Regions from separate parts of the Mus musculus genome. Here region 1 is linked to region 2. The links are chromatin contacts, called in public promoter capture Hi-C maps. All regions are on one chromosome and are shown on one strand. Each heading gives the region's core, a stretch centred on a gene start, on an enhancer-like site or on the middle of the called end of the contact. The rest is flanking DNA. Distances are from core to core; before and after follow the strand shown.

Region 1 (2,813 bases), core at 100-2,599, 410 kb after region 2:
CTGAAGCACACCTTCCCCGTCTGTCCCAGTAGGGGCTGGCGCTGGGGTTGGAGGCCGCTGGCCTGTGCTCTGGTGCAGATGCTCTTACCCAGCTTCACTCAGGACCACCTTGGGGTGTAACAGAGGGTGTCATCCGGCCCCTGGCCCTGGGGAACATCCCTAGAGGCCCAGAATGGGGGTTGCTGGGTACCCCATGCCCTGAGGGTTCCAGCACTGCTGCCAAGTGGCCTTGTCCCAGCTCCCCCTGCCCCCCCCAAGGCTGGTGTGAGTGTGCAAGTATGTGTGCAGAGCTTGTGTTTCATACTGCAGATATAAATAAAGGAAGATAGCAGAACATTCCTGCTGTGGGACTGTGAGTTCTGGGACTCAGAGTTGGGTGAACTTGCTCTTCATAGCCTAGAGAGCTACATTCTCTTAGGACCACACTTGTGAGAGTGTGTGTGGGTGTAGGGGATGGGGAATACTTAGACATCAGGCAGAACATCAGGAGTTAGCACTCTGGGGCGCTCTCATCCTGATATGTGTACCTCCGTGGCCCTGTTCCAAAATGCAGATCAGTTAGGGCTGTGCTGACTCAGCTCTATCCTCTAACAGGCCTGCTAAAAGGAGCAAGAGGTCCCTGGACTTTGGAGCTGAGCGTCCTGCCATTACGGGGATAGGAGGCACCAGGCATGTGGTGGTGGCAGAGGCAGAGGCAGGTGGATCTGTGTGAGTTCAAGCCCAGCCATGTCTACAAACTGAGTTCCAGGACAGCCAGGGCTGGGCAGAGAAACCCTGTCTCAAAAACAAAGGTGTGGGGGCTGGTGAGATGGCTCAGTGGGTAAGAGCACCCGACTGCTCTTCCAAAGGTCAGGAGTTCAAATCCCAGCAACCACATGGTGGCTCACAACCATTCGTAACGAGATCTGACTCCCTCTTCTGGAGTGTCTGAGGACAGCGACAGTGTACTTACATATAATAAATAAATAAATCTAAAAAACCAAAAACAAAAAACCAAAGGTGTGGGAGAGATTAGGAGACAGGAAGCTCCCTTGAGAATGGACATACAATGAAGCATCCCTAAGGGGGATGGTTGAGGAACCTAGTAGTTTCTTGGCATCCAGTAGGTCCCTATCTTGTTCATGGGAAGGCTGCAGAACATGAGTGTACAGTGGTGTGGTCGTCCTTCCTTCCAGGGAATGTTTGAATGACTTCAGGCACAATGCAGGATTTATTTAACCAGTGTTTGTGGCAGGACCCCTGTTTTCCAGGGTTGGTTGTAGGGCTACCCCTCTGTGGAACTTTGCATTGTTCCTTATAATTGGCTGGGTGTGAGACAATGGGAGTTCCACTTTGGGGGAGGGGGCTCACTTTTGGAGGTGGTGGCCAGGTTTCTAAGTGCTGGGGGGTGGCCCTTGGTGCCTGATGGGTACCTTATCAGCAAGTGCCAGACAAGAGCAGGCCTTGCGTGAGCCCTGTTATCAGCCCCAGAGTCCACAGGACACTTGGGTTAATGTGTAACCACAAGACTTCCCTCTGCCCTCTGAAGCCACTGGCTCCTAAAGAGAAGCAACTCAGCATGGATGCTAGAAAAGAGGGGCTGCCCCTGGAGACACTCTTTTCAGACCAAGTGAGAACCTGTAAGGTGGGGATGGGCAGGTCTGGGAACATGGGCAGTACTGGGGCCTGTGATTCTCTATGCTTGGTGAGTTGGTGGGGATGCCCTGTCCTTCCAGGAGGCTGGGTTCTAAGGTATCGTGGTTTTGTCCTTGCAGGAGATAGGAATGAAAAGGTTCTCAAGGTGGCTAAAGATCCTAGTCCCGAAAGTCCAACCTGGACATGCTTGGGTCCTGGCATGAGGGTGGTGTGGGGGATGGCCGTTAAAATAGGTTCTCACTGGGTATCCTAGACAGGTTTTGAAATCAACAGCCTCCCGTTTCCACCTGCTAAGTACTGGAATTAGACATTTCCTACAGTGCCTTGCAGTGACCCCTCCCCCAGGACTGGCTGCGAATGGGAGGGAGGCTGAGAAGCTTCGCTCTCTTGAAGTACCCACAGGTCCGCAGGTGGCTGGCCCCCTTCATCCTTGCCTGCTCCCTTTACTTCCTCCTCTGGATTCCTGTGGACCAGCCATCTTGGGTCAGTGCCCTGATCAAGTGCCAGCCCATTCTCTGCCTGGTTGTGTTCCTGTGGGCTGTGGCCCCTGGTGGGAGCAGCACCTGGCTCCTGCAGGGAGCTCTTGTATGTTCTGCTGTGGGAGATGCCTGCCTCATCTGGCCTGAAGCTTTCTTTTATGGTGAGCAGGGGCTTCTATGACAACACACCTAGGGTTCTTGTGGAGTTGAGTCAGTACTGGGACACAGCTTTTCATTATATGGAGCCCTCCCTCCCTAGGTCCTCTGGGTTATCCAGAGGTGCCAGAAGGCAGTGATGGGTGACAGCATAGCTCACAGTTCAGCCAGGGGCTTGGAGTCAGACTGGTTGGAAGATGTGGGATTACCTGGTTGGAAGGGGTGGTGTGGAGAAAATTAAGGTGTAGCATGACTGAGGTGGGTGGGGGAGGTAAGGAGTCATTTTTGAGATGTCTATATATGAGGGCTGGTCTGAATGGCCTCAAATGTTGGATCCTCCTGCCTTAGTTTTCTCAAGGGCTAGGATTACAGGAATAAGGATATGTAGCTGTGTAGATGGGAAGTGTGGCCATCCTGGGCATGGAAAGTGCATGTGGAAAGGACCTGGGGTAATAGTGTATGAGTTACTTTGTCCAAATGGGCCAGTTTGGCTAGAGTAGGATGGGGAAAACAAGGGTATGGGGCTTCCCAGAACACGATTTG
Region 2 (3,047 bases), core at 286-2,785:
AGGTCTGTACAGAAGAGAGAGGAATGGAGATGGACCCGGGGGTGGTGGGGGGGGGGTGGTGGTACATGCCTGTAACCACAGGACCAGAAATATCAAGAGTTCAAGGCCAGGGCTGGGGAGATAACTCAGAAGTTAAGGCATTTGTTGATTTTTCAGAGGACCTGGGTTTGGTTCCAGCACCCAGATGACAGCTAACAACCCTCTGTAACTTCCCCATCTCAGATGTCCATGAGTACTGCAAACAAGTGGTGGACAGACAGAGCACCCATACGAGGAGGAGGGAGGGGGAGGGGGAAGGAAGGAAGAAGAAGAAGAAAGAAGGAAGAGGAGGGAGGAAGGGAGGGAGGAAGGAAAGAGGGACAGAGGGAAGGAAGGAGGAGGAGACCTTTAAAAATCAAAATAGAGTTCAAGGCCAGCATAGACTACATAAGTTTGAGGTCACCTTACTGTATGGGGCGTAGTCAGAAGGTAGGAAACAAGGAATGAGTGAAAATAGGAAGAGAAGCCAGGCAGTGGTGGCCCATGCCTTTAATCCCTGCACTGGGGGGGGCAGAGGCAGGTGGATTTCTGAGTTCGAGGCCAGCCTGGTCTACAGAGTGAGTTCCAGGACAGCCAAGGCTACACAGAAAAACCCTGTCTCGAAAACAAAAACAAAAAAAGAAAGAAAGAAAATCCCATAAGGAAACCCTGTCTCAAAAAAAAAAAAAAAAAAAAAAAAAAAAAAAAAAAAAAGGAGGAGGAGGAGATGATCACAGAAGTGTCCTGACTTATCAAGTCACAAAGTCAGGCCCTAGAGTGAGTTTAACTCTCAAAAGAGCCCTGTCCTTAGTGCTGCCGAAAACCCTCTTTGAGCTCTTTTCTCCCAAACATCACAGCAACTGAGAGGGGTTAGCTTCCGTCTGGAATCTTACCTGAGCTCATGAGTCTCCTCCTCCTTCTTTTTTTAAAATTGGTTATTTTCTTTATTTACATTTCAAATGTTATCCCCTTTCCGGGTTCCCCGACCCCCCACTCCCGAATGAGTCTCATTCTTGACACAGACTTAGAAAACCTCCCATTCATAAACTGAACCGCTACCTTTTGCACCATGAATTGAAAGTAACCTCAGAAACGTTAGAATCTCCCATGCCTTTAAGTTCACATAAGCAAACTTCGGGCTCACCTGCAGTTAGTTTTAAAAGGGGATTTGGAAGGCCGATCATTATGGCTCAGAGGCCAGCAGATTTCTGTGAGTTCGAGGCCATCTTGGTCTGCAAAGAGAGTTCTAGGCCAGACAGGAATACATAGTGAAAACATGCCTAAACAATAAAAAGTGGGGAGACATTGGAATGCGTCGCTAGGGTGTGGCCGACCTTCCAGCTGCAAGTTCAGTCAGCCCATGCGGAGGACCGACAGGTTTTGAAGACCTTTTGCCGGATTCCGCCTATCCTACCCCGCCAGGGCCCCGCTCATCTACCGGTTATGATCCCGCCCCTCGTCGACCTGCCCCGCGCTTGCGCAGCGCCGCCAGCCCGGCCCCGCCCTTCGCGGAGCAATCTTTGCCCTCAGGGACCGGGCTTAGGTACAAGATGGCCGCCGCGCGCCCGGATCCCCCGATTCCGAGCTCACCGACCCGGGAGTCGCCATCCCCGGAGCCGCCGGACCTGGTGCGGGCGACGAAGGGGTCTGGGCCGGGGGTTCACAGCGAAGAAGATCGCAGGGCAAGGGGCGGGGTCAAGGCGGGGCCTAGAACAATTGGGCGGGGGTATGGTAACCCTCTGGGGCGGGGTTTAGGGAGGAGCCTATGGGGAATGAGGAGCGAGGCCTGGTTGAGGCGGGTCTTGAAGACAGCTTGTGTCTTGGGCTTGGTTGGGTCCAGGGAGAGGACAAGGGAGCTTGCATAAAGAAGTGTGGCATCTTAAGAGGGGCGGGGCACCAGGGAAATTATAGGGCTAGTGGATGGTTGGGAAGGTGACCCCAAAGGAGAGCTATAATTCGGTCACCGTGTTGGGATGGCATGTGATGATACAAGGACTGACTGCCTTACAAATGCCCAAGGGAGGAGAAATGGGTGCTTCGGATGACTTTAGAACTTATAACTAGTAACTGGAAAGTAACTGAAAATATTGGTTCATTCAGCAAACATTTAAAGCTCCAGGGGACCAAAATGGACAACGATTGCGTCCTCTTGCAACTTGCAGTCTTATGAGGAGAAAAAGTGACGATAAAGAGTATTGTAATATGTCCTATAAGAGAAATAAAAGGTGCACTTAAGAGTGGGGGTGGAGCAAGCTAAATTTAAATGGCAGAAGTCAGCTGGGTGCCGGCTTATGGTTGCAATGTAGTCAGTGAGATAAGCAGGATCCAGATCGTGTTGGATATTATAGGAAGGACACGAGGTTTTAAGTGCAATCGGAGGACTTGGAGTGGCGAAATGTCATGACCTCATTTGCATTTTCCAAAGTCCATTTAGGGTGCTCTAGAAGAGGTGGATAATGAGGGGCAGAAGCAGGAACAGGGGTTACCTCTGAGTGGTGTTTTTCATTCTAAGGGGGGAATTATGAGACTTTTAACTAGTACAGAGGAGAGGTACCACCGTGTCTGTGGTATATTTGGGTCAAGAAGGGGAAATGCCAGAACAAGGATCCATCAAAAATTCGGTATCATGGATAACAGGGTTAAGAAATCAAGGGATACGGCTGGAGAGATGGCTCAGCATTTAAGAGCCCTGGCTGCACTTTTAGAGGTTCAGTTCCGGGCATCCGCATGGAGGCTCACAACCACCTGTGACTCCATTCCTAGAGGATCTGACCCTCACTCCTGACCTCCATGGACAGTGACACACACAGTGAACACACATGCAGGCTCTCACACAGAACAGAACATGAAATACTTGGGCTTGATGGCAAGCGCACGCCTTTAATCCCAGCACTTGGGAGGCAGAGGCAGGCAGACCTTTGTGAGTTCTAGGCCAAACTAATCTACACAGCAAGTACCAAACCAGCCAGGGCTACATAGTGAAACCTTCTAAGTAAATAAATAACAAATCATTAAATATATATATGCCA

The links. Capture Hi-C pulls out chosen DNA fragments and counts their contacts.
Region 1: a promoter capture Hi-C map of liver shows a contact between it and region 2. The contact joins the promoter of Tmem86b here to the promoter of Zfp784 in region 2. A contact is called at or near these places in 6 of 39 promoter capture datasets (the 3T3-L1 cell line, the C10 cell line, cranial neural crest and 2 more), 1 of 484 Hi-C or Micro-C datasets (the G1E-ER4 cell line), 2 of 115 datasets of contacts at active chromatin or transcription factors (effector CD8 T cells and embryonic limb bud) and 2 of 9 other capture datasets (adipose tissue and liver).

The regions. Positions count from the first base shown.
Region 1 is chr7:4,629,018-4,631,830 of GRCm38.p6, reverse strand. It overlaps Tmem86b (transmembrane protein 86B), which reads left to right and starts at 1,349. Exons shown (of 3, transcript NM_023440.3): 1 at 1,349-1,609; 2 at 2,029-2,275. The coding sequence starts at 1,559. It overlaps Ppp6r1 (protein phosphatase 6, regulatory subunit 1), which reads left to right. Exons shown (of 24, transcript NM_172894.2): 24 at 1-336.
Region 2 is chr7:5,036,934-5,039,980 of GRCm38.p6, reverse strand. Zfp784 (zinc finger protein 784) reads left to right here and starts at 1,535. Exons shown (of 2, transcript NM_001039532.2): 1 at 1,535-1,646. The coding sequence starts at 1,569. It also overlaps a transcript of Zfp580 not described here.